2 separate regions of the Pan troglodytes genome follow, and region 1 is linked to region 2. The links are chromatin contacts, called in public capture Hi-C maps. All regions are on one chromosome and are shown on one strand. The core of a region is the stretch at or near the end of the contact, and the rest is flanking DNA. Distances in the headings are between cores, read along the strand shown.

The links. Capture Hi-C pulls out chosen DNA fragments and counts their contacts.
Region 1: a contact with region 2 is called in a capture Hi-C map of stem cell-derived neural stem cells, with 7 times the contacts expected there. The contact joins two enhancer-like sites. A contact is called at or near these places in 4 of 7 Hi-C or Micro-C datasets (blood, induced pluripotent stem cells and stem cell-derived neural progenitor cells) and 1 of 1 other capture datasets (stem cell-derived neural stem cells).

The regions. Positions count from the first base shown.
Region 1 is chr5:162,761,963-162,769,655 of NHGRI_mPanTro3-v2.0_pri, reverse strand. It overlaps PLEKHG1 (pleckstrin homology and RhoGEF domain containing G1), which reads right to left. Exons shown (of 15, transcript XM_063812679.1): 10 at 125-158. Among named protein-coding and RNA genes, the nearest start is that of MTHFD1L, 51 kb to the left of the region's middle. Within about 2 kb of position 4,680, at least 5 of the 24 cell types and tissues checked have an H3K27ac peak or open chromatin away from gene starts, as enhancers often do. A contact at or near this core is called in stem cell-derived neural stem cells, where this site is marked.
Region 2 is chr5:162,363,492-162,371,043 of NHGRI_mPanTro3-v2.0_pri, reverse strand. No RefSeq gene overlaps it. Among named protein-coding and RNA genes, the nearest start is that of IYD, 48 kb to the right of the region's middle. Within about 2 kb of position 1,548, at least 5 of the 24 cell types and tissues checked have an H3K27ac peak or open chromatin away from gene starts, as enhancers often do. A contact at or near this core is called in stem cell-derived neural stem cells, where this site is marked.

The DNA.
Region 1 (7,693 bases), core at 3,431-5,930, 400 kb before region 2:
AAAACAGTGAATACAGAGATACTATTTTCTAACAATCGACATTTTCATGAACTTTAAGATAGAAAATGTGATAGATACAAACAGACAATGAAATTTCAAATTGTGTTAAGGAAATAAAACTTACGAATGGCATCCATTTCAAGGATTGCTTGCTTGGCCTGAAAGAGAGAAAGTAGAGCTGTAATTCCAATTGCTTTTTTTTTTCTTTAAACTCCAAATCTCAACACAGATCTTATCCCACCTGAATAAATAGATTTTTAAAAACGTTTAAAAACTCGCTATTTATGTTAAGCATTTACACACAGTGCAGGGAATTCAAGCAGATGAGCGCCCTCAAGTGGGTAATAGCTGCTACACCATCAAGGCACCAGAGCTAAGACTGCACCCCCAATCCTGTGAAAGAGGAGGGAGGGAGGCTGGTTCCGAAGCCTGGCTGATCATCAGCACTCATTGGCCAGCTTATTAAAAATGCAGATTCTCGGCTGGGCGCGGTAGCTCACGCCTGTAATCCCAGCACTTTGGGAGGCTGAGGCGGGCAGATCACAATCACAAGGTCAGGAGTTCAAGACCAGCCTGGCCAATATGGTGAAACCCCGTCTCTACTAAAAATACAAAGATTAGCCAGGCATGGTGGCGGGTGCCTGTAATCCCAGCTAATAGGGAGGCTGAGGCAGGAGAATCGCTTGAACCCAGGAAGCAGAGGTTGCAGTGAGCCGAGATTGAGCCAGCTCTGTAGCCTGGGCGACAGAGCAAGACTCCGTCTCAAAAAAAAAAAAAAAAAAATGCAGATTCTTGCCACCCAACCCTGATCTACTGACTCAAAAGCTCAAGGCACGGAGCCTGGTATCTTTATCACCAGCCCTCACGATGACACTATGGCCTTGTAACTATTTTGAGTTAATTGCAAAATGGCTGCTGGAAGTTTCCTCTCATTGTTGTCTTTCCTCCTGCAGAATGCTGTGATTATCATGAGCTAAGTCTCTCTGTTTCCCCAACTCCCTGCACCTCCCATCTCTTCTGTGTGCCCCAGAATCTCCCAGAGTGAGACGGCCCTGAAGGACAATGTCTGTGATCCCAGCTCAGGCACTTCACTAGGTGGGTGCTCTCCGAGCTCAACTGGACAGTGGGATCAGGGAGCCTCTCTTTCAGAATGGTCATTAGGATTCAATGATCAGCTCAACTGGTGAGTTCCACCCACTCTCCTAGGGCAGGGGTCCCCAACCCCCGAGCCACAGACTAGTACTAGTTCATAGCCTGTTAGGAACTGGGCCGCACAGCAGGAGGTGAGTGGTGGGCAAGCGAGAGAAGCTTCGTCTGGATTTACAGTGGCTCCTCATGGCTCGCATTACAGCCTGAGCTCTGCCTCCTATCAGATCAGTGGCAGCATTAGATACTCATAGGAGTGTGAACCCTACTGTGAATCATGCATGCGAGGGATCTAGGTTGCAGCACTCCTTGTGAGAATCTAATGCCTGATGATCTGAAGTGGAGCTGAGGCAGTGATGCTAGCACTGAGGAGCAGATTAATGTTAGCAGAGAGGTTTGACTGCACAGAGACCATAATAAATCAATTGCTTGCAGATTCATATCAAAACCCTGTCAGTGAGTGTCAAGGGGCAATTAAGCTGCATCTGGTGGCAGGCTTTATCGTGGCAAGTGAGTTGATGTACTTCAATTGTACAGCTGCATCCGGTGGCCTTAAAAGTATGTTTGAGGCCGGGCATGGTATCTCACACCTATGATCTCAGCACTTTGAGAGGCTGAGGCGGGCAGATCACGAGGTCAGGAGTTCAAGACCAGCCTGACCAACATGGTGAAACCGTCTCTACTAAAAATACAAAAATTAGCTGGGCGTGGTGGTGTGTGCCTGACACCCCAGCTACTCAGGAGGCTGAGGCAGGAGAATTGCTTGAACCTGGGAAGGCAGAGGTTGCAGCACCACTGCACTCCAGCCTAGGCGACAGAATGAGACTCCATCTCAAAAAAAAAAAAAAAAAGTATGTTTGAGACAACTTCAAATCTCCATACATTCTGGATTAAAGTCCAGGCGAATATCCTGAGATTGCCACAAAAGCACAAAAGCCTGCTTCCATTTCCAACATCCTATCTTTGTGAAGCAGGGTTTTCTGCAGTGACAGTGACCAAAATAAGATGAGAGAAGACTGGACATAAGCAACACACTTGGGGTGTCGCTGTCTCCCATCACCCCCAGATGGGACCGTCTAGTTGCTCAGGGCTAGAACAAGCTCAGGGCTCCCACTGATTCCACATTATGGTGAGCTGTAGAACGATTTCATTATATATTACCATATAGTAATAGAAATAAAGTGCACAATAAACGTAATGTGCTTTCATCATCCCAAAAGCCTCCCCCTGCCTCCATCCGTGGAGGTTTTGTCTTCCACAAAACCAATCCCTGGTGCCCAAAAGGTTGAAGACCACTGTCCTAGGGGATTGTAGCCTTTCTTGCCTCTTTAAAGTCATTTTCATTTTTTAAGGGTAGTATAATTTAACCTACAAAACACTATGCTAAAAATAACTTTTAAAATAATTTTACTCTATTTTGCTACCATCTGTGATATCCCAGTACAAATATTTCGGCTAAGTGGCGATCATGTTTAGTGAAAAAGTGTGGGGCTTGGGGGAGCCTCAACACAGTCACCTTAGAGAAAACAAATGCTTCAATTTTTGTAACACTGATAGCTATCTCTCTCGTACATTCAGAGTTTGAGATTATGAGTTGAAATTACTTGCAAACACAAATGTTAGCTCAGTCTCTGGGAAGTGCAATTACAGAAACATACTAATATATAAAATGCAAAATACCTTCACCTTTATTCTCAATTAATTTGGAGAAGAGTTAAATTTATTTATCACATATACTAATGGGCAATATGGCTATTTCCAAGAAGTTCCCTGGTATCTGTAAAGCTGACTTCAAGAATTTTTTTTTGTCTGGACATTTAATTTTTAAAGTACTGTTTCCAGGTTTTCCACTAGGTGTCAGCCAAGGACCATCACTGAATTAAAAGAACGGCAGGCAGCTGGGAGGCTGTAACTAATGAGTTTCCCACAGCTGTGTTGACATTATTAGACTGATGATACATTTCTTGATGTTTAAAATTTCCCACTATGCATTTATTTCACAGAAATAATAGAAATACATTTTGAAAACTTTAGGAAAATAAGAAATAATCTCGAGGAAAGATGTGGAAAGTTCACTTTAATAATAATCCTGCTTAAATAGAAAATTATGATTACATTATAGTGAATAAAGTATATTAGACAAGCGTGTTTGAGGCTGGGTGTGGTGGCTTGTGCCTGTAATCCTATCCTAGCACTTTGGGAGGCTGAGGCAGGTGGATCACTTGAGGCCGGGAGTTCGAGACCAGCCTGGCCAACATGGTGAAACCTCATCTCTACTAAAAATACAAAAATTAGCCAGGTGTGGTGGTGTGCGCCTGTAGTCCCAGCTACTCGGGTGGCTGAGGCACAAGAATACTTGAACACAGAAGGTGGAGGTGGCAGTGTGCTTTTTCTTGTATGGAGATTGCACCACTGCACTCCAGCCTGGGTGACAGAGTGAGACCCTGTCTCAAAACAAAACAAAACAAAACAAAAGTGTTTTTATTGCCAGTGGGAATAATGTGGTTAGGATGCTCTTTGGAGCCAGATAGACCTGGGTTTAAATCCAGGCTTGGTCATGTACTAGTTATATAAACTTGGGCAGTTTATTTAATGTCTCTCAGCCTCTGTTTTTATTTTTTCTAGAATGGGAAGAATAAGAACTACCTCATAACATATTTTGGTGAGGGTGAAATAAGAATATAAAGTACTCAGCACAGTGTGTATGCTCAATAAGTTGTAACTGAAAAGATGTTTTTAGATAGAAGGGATTGACAACTTGGGGAGAAGGTACGATGTTATATTGACTATATTAACCATTTGAATACTTAAAGGGAACTTCCTGAGGCACACACGCCTAGTGTGGGAGAAAGACAGGTATGTAAGGGGGTCTCATTTTGTAACTGCCTTTCAGAATCTTGTTAGCAATTTTGATTTTCCCAGCAGACAGGTAAACAATAGGTGGGGCCCATCAAAGATACTCTGCCATTGCTCAGAAGGGCATTCTAAGGTACCAGGCCAGCAACAAAATGACTAATCATAAAGAAAATGCAGTCCCCTTTCTGCATGAGCTCCCTTTCATCTCATAACACCCTGACGAAATGAAAACTCATGCTTAGGTCCAAGTCCACACCTATGCACATTCATTTCCTGAGGACCAAATCATTGCTGGCAGTCCTGAGAACAAGCTTCAAACGCTTGTCAAAATATACAGAGAACAAAACAGACTGTCCCCTTTCTCAGAAATCTCAGCCCTTATTTTCCACCCAGTTCAATTTTCATGACCATCATCCCATTGTCTGCTCCACCTCACTCCTCCCAGCCCCAACTTGGACTGTTTCACCACCCATGGGAATAATCCACCCACCACCCTAGTTCCTTGACGACTTTCTCTCTAATGACCTTTTCCTCCACTCCAGAGCAGCAGCACAGAATCAGAGCCACCTCCAGAACCTGATCACACTCAAAACCGTCCCACCTCTAAGGCAGGACTCCAAAAGTCCCTTCTTCAGTTACAGATTAGTGTATTTCCTTCTCTCTCACATTAAGTCCTGCTGAACCAGGCTTTATGACAATACTGCAGTCCCTCACCCCACGCCTCTGTTGCCAGCTGGTTTTCCTCTTCACTCAGCCTAATGTCATGCCCAATTACTGCAACTGCGTGCTCACTGGCACCCTCCCCACCCCCGCCCTGGGAACCTTCCCCTACCAGCTCTGCCGGTTCCCAACCTGGAGGAACCCACACACACCACGGTTTTCACCAGTAGTTTCCAAGCTGCTGAGCAGATTTTGAAATGACGTCATCACACTGATTCATGGGGGCCAGCTTCAGTTGGGTCTTTGATGTCTTTCACAGGCTATTCTAGTCATCTCTAGTGACTGGTCCATTTTGTTTTTTTTTTTTTTGAGACAGAGTCTCACTCTGTCGCCCAGGCCGTAGTGCAGTGGCGTGATCTCGGCTCAATGCAAGCTCCGCCTCCCGGGTTCACGCCATTCTCCTGCCTCAGCCTCCCGCGTAGCTGGGACTACAGGTGCCCACCATCACGCCCAGCTAATTTTTTGTATTTTTAGTAGAGATGGGGTTTCACCGTGTTAGCCAGGATGGTCTTGATCTCCTGACCTCGTGATCTGCCTGCCTCCGCCTCCCAAAGTGCTGGGATTACAGGTGTGAGCCACCGCGCCTGGCCTGGTCCATTTTCTTTAGCAAGTGTTCTTCTGATCCTTTCCACTTTCCCTCAGACACCCCTGCTCTCTGCTTCACTCACTCAGCAGATGACTTTATCATCTGCATGAGTGAAATCAAACCCTTTGTCTTCCCCCAAGTCCACCTCAAAGTTCCTCTGTCTTTCATCTTTTTCTCCCTTGGTTCAGAGAGATGCTTCCAGCCCTTTCCAAGATGAGCCCCTATTCCTGTGTGTCCCATCCTCTTCCTTCCCACCTCCCCAGGCCCCGTTCCAACAGGAAGTGAGCCACTGTCTCCTCTCCCACCTTCCTCCTCCTTCCCTGCCATCTGCTCATGGACTCGGCATTCGACCCAGACAAGAAGTCTTGCTTTGCTCTTGCTTTTCTCTCCAAACTATCATTTTTTCTTCCTTTTGTGAACTTTATATATAAAAAAGTCTATACCCATTTCTGTTCCTTCTTAATCCCCCTTTTTCTGCAACCCACTGTGATCTCTCCCTTTTCTCTTAGTTGCCAAATATAAAATCTGCTTTTCTGTTTAAATCTCCTTGACCTCGGCAGCCTTTGAGACTGTGTCTCCCCCGTCTCTGAGATGTTCTTTTTCCTTGTTAGTGCAGCGCCTCCTCCTCAGACATCCTCCCTGCCTCCTCTGCTACTCTTTCAATCTTTCTTTGGCTGTTCTCCAAATCCCCCCACCCGCTTGCTGATCACTTAGATGTTGGGATTCCCAAGGGTTCGTCTTTCCTTTGCACATTTTTGTGGGCCATCTTGTTAAACCTTAGGGATTCAATTACTGCCTCTAGCAAGAGTCTCCTGATCCTTAGCTTCCAAGACCTGAATTTCCACCTGTGGCTGACCCTGCCCAGCAGCACAGGTGCCAGTGAGAGCAGAGGGCTCCTCTCTCTCACTCCCATCTCACGGGTTCCTCTCCCTGTCTGTCTCAGAACTCACAGTACCATGCTCTCCTTCAACCCCTGACTCAGCCTTGACTTTTAGTGGGCAAAATCCTGCCTCCTGCCTCAGTGGCACTTTCTGCATTTGTTCCCTCTGTTGCTGTGGCTCCACGGCAGCACTGCTCAGCTCCTTTCTAGGCCATGGTGGTGGGTTACTATCTTCTCCAGCCTCCAACCTCACTCCTGCCACTTATTTGTCACCTTGTCCCCAAAGTTACACTCTCAGAACACAGGACTGACCGCGCCATGTCCCCTTCCTCCAAAGCCTGCAGTAATTTCCCAGTGTGAACGCGTCCAGACTCCTCAGAGCGCATGCTCACAGCCCTCCAGGGGCTCCTGCCCTTCCCGTCCCTGCCCCAGCCCCTGCCTCAGTCCCTGAGAACTCAGCCCTCCCATCCTGGCACCGTCTGTGCACCCTGAACACAGCGCATTCATTCTCTCTTTTTTTTTTTTTTTAATGCAGGTCTCTAGGTCTGGTTCCCTTAATTCCTTTTTTCCCACTTAATAAAAATATTCCTAAGACTGGGCACAGTGGCTCATGCCTGTCATCCCAACACTTTGGAAAGGCTGAGGCAGGCAGATCACTTGAACCCAGGAGTTTGAAACCAGCCTGGGCAAGATGATGAGACTACACCTTTACCAAAAATACAAAAATTAGCTTGGTGTGGTGGCACAAGCCTGTGGTCCCAGCTACTCTGGGAGGCTGAGGTGGTGGGATCTCTTGAGCCCAGGAGGTCAAGGCTGCAGTGAGCCATGTTTGCACCACTGTGCTCCAGCCTGGGCGACAGAGTAAGATCCTGTCTTTAAAAAAAAAAAAAAAATCCCTATCCTTTAAGACTGAGGTAAAAGATGTTTTCCTTCTTCTCTCCATTCAACACAATTGAACACTTTATTCTTCCACAACACCTGGGTTATACTCTGTTACGTCTTCATGGTTGGCAAATGGTTCATGGCTTGGCAGATGGCTCCCCATCTACAGATTCCTTCTTGGCTGAATCTGTATCTTGTCTCCCGAGCACCCTCATGGGACCCAGCACAGCTTTACACCCATAGGTGCTTCATGCACCTTTGAATAATTCTCATAACTTGATCTTCTTTTAAGCCCCAAAAGGAAAAACACCACCACCTCCACAGAGCCTGCGATTCATGTGAATTTTTTTTTTTTTTTTCTTGAGACAGGATCTTGCTCTGTCACCCAGGCTGGAGTGCAATGGCACGATCTCGGCTTACTGCAACCTCCGCCTCCTGGGTTCAAGCGATTCTCCTGCCTCAGCCTCCTGAGTAGCTGGGACTACAGGCGCGTGCTACCACACCCAGCTAATTTTTGTATTTGTAGTAGAGATGGGGATTCACCATGTTGGCCAGGCTGGTCTTTAACTCCTGACTTCAGGTGATCTGCCCATCTCAGCCTCCCAAGGTGCTAGTGCCTCCCA
Region 2 (7,552 bases), core at 299-2,798:
AACAATATCCATGTTCTCTTCTTCTTGAGATAGGTCCTTGGGACTAGTTCTTATGAATGGGATGTAAGCAGAAATTATGTATGTCATCTTCAGACTGAGGCGGTTGAGTGGAATGTGATTTATCCATTCGCCCTCTCTTTTGTCACCTGTTGATAGGATGCAAAGCATTGGTAGAGGGAACCATGGTACTAGAAGATGACAGAGCAACCAGTTTGAAAGAGCCTGGATCCCTGAATGAAGGTATGGAGCGGGGCTCTCTCTCTGTTGAATGGTGATAAGAGTGAGAAATAAACCTTCATTGTACAAAGCCACTGAAATGGTTTTTTGTTACTGCAGCAAGTATTACTTGCTGCTACTAATGCCAAGTATAAATCATATTTAAATCTTTGCCATCCTGGGATTCAATTTAATTATACAAAACTAAATTCATGTCTACTTTAATATTCATGTTTTCTCATAGAAGATACCATTTTTTAAATAATAGGAGCGCCAAGCCCCAGAACATAGCTCTAAGGTGAAAATGTATAATGTCATAACTTATTACATGACATCTGGGTCAAGAGAATAGAGAAGACGGTGGGGTTTTAAAATAAAAAGTAAATAAGGGTTATAAAAAATGCAATACTATATAAAAATTGATCCAATGTATTCAAAAATTAAAGACTCTCTATCTCTTAATAAATACCAAAGTACCACAAGATTCTTTATATACACCAAGGACTAGGCAAGTAGAAAAAACAAACAAACAACTTTAACCTTATAATTCTAGAATGAAGGATCATCTCCAGAGTCCTCAGTAGGGCGCTTATAAACAGCTCCTAAAATCTTGTCAGCACAATCAAGGGCTGTTTCTCAATCTCTTTGTATAAAAAACTAGATTCTGTATTAGTCTGTTCTCAGGCTGCTAATAAAGACATACCCAAGGCTGCATAATTTATAAAGGAAAGAAGTTTAATTGACTCACAGTTCCACGTGGCTGGGGAGGCCTCACAATCATGGTAGAGGACGAAGAGGAACCAAGACACATGTTACATGGAGGCAGGCAAGAGAGCGTGTGGAGGGGAACTGCCCTTCATAAAACCATCAGATCTCATAAGACTTACTCACTATCACAAGAATAGCACGGAAAAGGCCCACCCTCCCAATTCAATTACCTCCTAGGGGGTCCCTCCCACTGCATGTGGGAATTATGGGAGCTACAATTCAAGGTGAGAATTGGGTGGGGACACAGCCAAACCATATCAGACTTTATTCATTTTGGTTCTTCCTTTGAGGAAACTGAGTCCCATAAGGAAATGGAGGAAAACATGGCCAGCAGTGCCAACTCTCACCCCATTCACTTCCCGCCCTCAAGGGTGTGCTGCCCTTTCCTTAGCACCACCCACTCCAGGGCCGTCACCATCGCAGTGGGGGCTCTCCGTGTTTCCTGAGATCTCAAACCCAAGCGTTTCTTGGGGCAGCAGCGGGGGGCCTCGCCATGGAACTCCCGGCTCCCACGAGGGCTTCTGTGCCTGCTGGCTCTTCCGGCTTTGAGCGTCCGCACGAGAAGCCCCCTGCTGGCCACATTCATGGCGTGGGGACCTCGGGCTAAATAAATTTCATTTCTCTCTTCTCCCTCCTAAGTGTCTTCCACTATTTTCCTTTGTTGGCTCTGGACTTGTTCTAAATGCAGCCCTACTAAACTTTCGGGGGGCCTGAGTGTTTCTGGCTTTAAGGGGTGCAGTGGGGCGGGGGGTGCAGAGGGGCTGGGGCTGCGCTGGGAGATGGCGTTGTGTTAAGTGATCGTGGACACAGTGGTATTTACAGCCTCACTAACGTGCCTTGTCTTGCTGCCTTAGCCTCTGACTGTGAATAAAACAGTTCTCCTATTTTTTTTTTTAAGACAAATGACAAATAAAGCTGGGTAAAGAAAGTAATCATTTACTTTGTGTCTTGGGACATGACATTTCTTTCCTAACATCTTTCGGAAAGCTGGAGTTCCCTAATGCCCTGCTAAAGAAAATGATTGACATCTTTCAGAGGGCGAGGAAATTTATGCGCTGGAAAACAATTTCCAGGACGTTGGAGATGAGTAATTTCCCTCTCTATCACTATGCGTACAAAAGAAAAGGGACCCAGGGCGCTGATGTAACTGTATGAAAAATAAATGTGTGGCAAAGGAATAGTAAAAATACTTGAACTGAAAACAAAGAGAAGTAATCATTTTTTATAGTTTGGCTGTAGTCACTGAACAATTGATTTAGATGACTAAGTCTAACACATCTGTATTTACACGATCTGGAAGACATAAATTACTAACATGTAGAAAAATTTTGGAGAGGGGAAGTAAACTACAGCTTAAGTATCTGATGAAGTTATCTAGCAAGACTCACTTTTTCATTTCTGCTGAAGTCTTGATTACATCTAGCATGACTGTGCCATCTAGTGGTTTCACAGTAACTGCCTCGAGTTGGAGGATACAGTTCGGAAAATTGCTTTGAATATCCCATGAACTCTTGGGTAGGTGCAAAAGTAATTGCTGGTTTTGCCATTAAAACAGCAATTTCTTTTGCACAAAAATGGCCCAATAAGAAAGAGATTGAAAGAGTATTTCCACGGCACCCACACGCAGCTAGTTCTGAATTACTTAAGCCAATCATGGCATGAAAGCTCATGAACTTCACACAAATGCCTCAATTCAAACCACTGATTTCGTCATCTAAAAGCATCTACTCGGTGTCAAAATGCGTATTGTGGCTGTATATCAAAGACACCATCAGGGTCTGTGGGCTTTGTCACTGTCCCCAGATGTTTATCTGCTGAGGAGAGGAGATGCAGGCTTCTCTTTCCTCTGTTTACAAGGTGCTAAGAGATACTGAGAATATCTGTAGCAACTAATAAGATCACAGAAGAACCCCCAAACTCAATAGCCATCCATCAACCAACCAAAGGCTGATGTTATTCACACAATAACGTTGACTTCCCCATATTTCTTGCTCTGAAATGTTGGGGATCTTTGATCATTTTAGCTTTAAAGTTGGAGCCCAGCCACACCAGCTTGTGATCTCTCTTCCTCTACCTGGAATCCCCTGCTCTCTCATCTGCGTTCTGGAGGCCACCAGTGCCCACCTAAGGTTGCTCCCAGCTCGCAAGTATCCCCAGTTCTATGCAGTTCCCTGCTGAGCCACTCACATTCTCAACTGCGGGGACCTCAATGGCAACCACAGTACGAGAGCCACAAGAAACTCAGGGAAGAAAAATTAGAAAACAGCCTCCAGATCTCCAGGGAAGGAATAGTCATAGTTTATGTTACAAGTTGTTTTGAATAACTGCACACTTCACGTAGATCTATAAAAATGTCAATGTACAGAGTGGTAAAACAGCTAGGCTAAGAGGGGAGCAAGGCGGGGCCGGAACCCTCTATAACCTTTGGAAATGTTAGAGAAATGGAAAAGTGCCATAATTTTTTAAACATAATTCTACTTATTCCAAATCATTGACACAATTTTGAGATATAATTTACATTACATAAAATTCACCATTGAAAAGAGTGCAGCCGAGTGGTTTTTAGTATATTCACAAAGTTGTGTAACCATCACCTCAAACTGATTTTAGAACATTTTCATTACTCCTAAAATAAACCCATATCCACAGCAATCACTCCCAATGCTCCCTTCCTGCTCCAGCCCTTGGAAATCACGAATGTACTTTCTATCTCTATGGATTTGCCTATTCTGGACATCTTACACAAATGGAATCATACAATATGTGGCCTTTGGTGTCTGGCTTCTTTCACTCAGCATGTTTTCAAAGCTCGTCCATCTTGTAGCATCACAGTACTTTCTTTCTTTTTATGGCTGCATGATATTCTGTTGTATGGGTATACCAAACTTTACACATTCATTAATTGATGGACACGTGTTGTTTCTACTTTTACTATTATAAATAATCCCGCTATGAACATTCTTACACAAGTTTTTTTGTACATGATTTTTTTTCAGTTTTTGTACATGAATATTTTCAAATGCTCTTGGGTATGTATATCTAGGAGTGGAATTTCTGGTTTACATGGTAATTCCATGTTGAGAATTCTATGTGACAATTCTTTAACTCTGAAAAACTGTCCAGTTGTTTTCAGCAGCATCTGCACCATTTTACATTCCCACCAGCAATGTATGAGGGCTCTAATTTCTCTATATTCTTGCCAACACTTGTTATTTTCTGTGTTTAAAAATATATTACCATTATAGCCATCTTAGTAGACGTAAAGTGGTCATTGGTTTTATTTTAAAGAGCAAAAATTAATGCAAATACAGACTAGAAAACAAATCAATGCCCTTTGGAGATTGAAAAGATCCCATTATAATAAAGTCAACTACATGCTTCTGTCTCACTTAGCACAGAGGAGAATAATTACACAGCCTGTTCAGGTACAGACTTTGCTACTAGGGCGTTTGTAGGATGAGAGAGTGAGTCAGAACTGTCTTCATTCATCCCACTGATGCAAGAAGTTTCTCTACAATTTATCTGACAGTTAATCATTTCATTCGATTTATCCAGTGGCAGGAAACTCTTTTCTTACCATTTTATTTATAATTTCTAGAATGCCCTTCTTGACATTTTCAATTTGTCATCTTATAACTTCCTGCAAAGTTTAAAACCAAGTGACAAATTTTAAAGTATACCAAGCCACCTCCCATGTCCTCAGTCTCAATACTTCTTTCCATGAAGCCACCTTCACATATTAACCTTTTCTATAAAGTCATGGTTTCCATTCTTACATCATCTCTGACACCTTCCTCTAGATATTACAATGTGTCAATATCCTTCTAAGCAGCTATCCTCAAATATGAACAAAATGTGCTGTGGCCAGTGGGGAATACCATGAGACCTTTATCGGTTGTGGTACTGTGTTTCTCTTAATAATACAGGGCAAGTCTGCAGGATTTTCTGCAACTATGTAAGATAGCTCAAATAGGGCTTCCACCAAATCTGCTAAAATCCTCAAGACTTTTTCAAATGACCTGCTGTTACCCTGCTGCTCTTGGCTAGTTGCTTTTTCAAGTTTATATTTCTCCATATTAAATCTCATTTTAAAAATTTTAGTCTATAATTCCACCTTGTTATAATCTTTTGGATTCACCTCACCATGCCAGCTTTATGTCAGTTACAAATTAGAAAGATGTTTTTATTGATGTTTGATCAATTCCTTATTATGAACCATGTGGAAAGCCTCCTCTCCAGATAAGCATCTATTCTAGGAGGCAGCACCATCCAGCAGCAATGACAGAATAGCTGTTCACTTGTCTGCCTACTATTACATTGAAATCTTACTGTCCATGTTAAATACTAGTCACTTAATAAATATTTGTTTAATTGAATTGAATAATTTCCCTTTCAAATGTCAGCCTAGAGCTTTCTTGATGTCCCTTGATAAAAATCCCACTCTTTAGCTATCTTAAGACATGGTTAAAAAAAAAAATCAATGACACTTTCTGTACAGCTAACAATTCACTTCCTAATATATCCTCCTTCATCTTTCAAGTTCTCATAAAAATCACTTACATTTTTTCAAGCTTTTTTATGTGCCATGAGTTATGCCAAGCATTTTATGTAAATTAACTCATTTCATCCTTACATCAAACCTGTAAGTTCCATTTTTATTTTCATTCTAGGTATGAGAAAACTGAGGCACAGGGAATTTAAGTAAATCATCCAGGGTCACATGGTCAATTGCTTAGCAGAGTCAGAATCTGAACCCAAGTCCGTTCCAAGCTAGAGCTAGAAAGCCTTTCGTGAAGTTGTGACCATCCCCTAAAAAAGGAGAGAAACTCCTATTGGTGATATCCTACTGACAGCATTCACTTTTTTAGCCACATCCCAAAGATTTCTGCCAGTAATTGACATCTTTCATTCAAAAGTGACCCACAGGGGAGTGGTTGCCTCAGAAAGAGGAGGGAATGAATTGAAACTGAGGTAGGAGGCAAGACTTTACTCCAAACTGGGTTGAAGACTGGCTGAAATAGGGAGGAGGTGAAAACACCTCTCCGTAAGACATGTATTACTCAGGGTTCTCTAGAGGGACAGAACTAATGGAATATATATATATATAGGAGTTTATTAAGTATTAACTCACATGATCTGTCTAGGAAGACAGAACTAATGGAATATACGTATATATATATATATGAGGAGTTTATTAAGTATTAACTTACATGATCACAAGGTCCCATCATAGGCTGTCTGCAGGCTGAGGAGCAAGGAGAGCCAATCCAAGTTCCAAAACTGAAGAACTTGGAGTCCAATGTTTAAGGTCAGGAAGCATCCAGCACGAGAGAAAGATGTAGGCTAGGAGGCTAGGCCAGTCTCTCTTTTCACATATTTCTGTCTGCTTATGTTCTAGCCACGCTAGCAGCTGATTAGACTGTGCCTGCCCAGATTGAGGGTGGGTCTGCCTTTCCCAGCTCACTGACTCAAATGTTAATCTCCTTTGGGAACACCCTCACAGACACACCCAGGATCACTACTTTGTATCCTTCAATCCAATCAAGTTGATGCTCAGTATTAACCATCACACATGTCCACCAGTGCCATGTCAATTTATCATTGCTATGGCAACACCCGGAAGTTACCACTCCTTTCCATGGCAATGACCAGGAATTTACCACCCTTTTTCTAGAAATGTCTGAATAACCTGCCCCTTAATCTGTATGTAATGAAAAGTGGGTATAAATATGACTGCAGAACTGCCCCTGCTACTCTGGGCACCCTGCCAATGGGGTGGCCCTGCCCTGGAAGGAGCAGTCCCTCTGCTGCTGCTGTGCACAGCCACTTCAGTAGGAGTTGCTAACACCACTGGCTTATCTCTGAAGTTTTTCCTGGGCAAAGCCAAGAACCCTCCCAGGCTAAGCCCCAGTTTGGGGGTTCACCTGCCCTGCATCAAAACCAAGAAGAAACTAATGAGGTATTACCCATTCACATGTAATGTCTTGTCACTTTTATTTTTAAAAGAATGCAAAATTACAAAATGTAAATATGCATTTATTCCAAGTGCTGGATTCCTATGTGTTGTTATGTTCTGGATACTTGCCTTCATTTTTCCAGTTACCAAAATAATATTTTTAAAAGCAAATCTGAAGATGTGTGGACATTTTGACACATGTGAAATTGCTGATGAGGCTGCCTTTTTGACATAGCTAAAGGAGGTAGGTCTGCAGATTTTTACATTTTATCACAACAAATTTAACATATGTCAGCACAATGCAATTGAAATCCCTTTAGAATGGTTATAATCTTCATAGTTTCTTCTAGAAGATCAATTTACCTTGCAACACTAGGGAGAAAACACCCAGAACCCCTTCAGGTCCGCTGATTCCTCTCAGTAGCTCCAACGATTAGCTTCTATTTAAAAAGCAACAAGGCCAGGGCATTAGGGAATGGCCTAATGATGAGATCTTAATGTATGCAAATTTACTGCACATGGTGGCAGCAGGAGGAAATTAAACCATTGTTGACTGATTATTTCTAAGATACAAGATCATGACGGCTTTTTTTCATATACTTTTCATACATG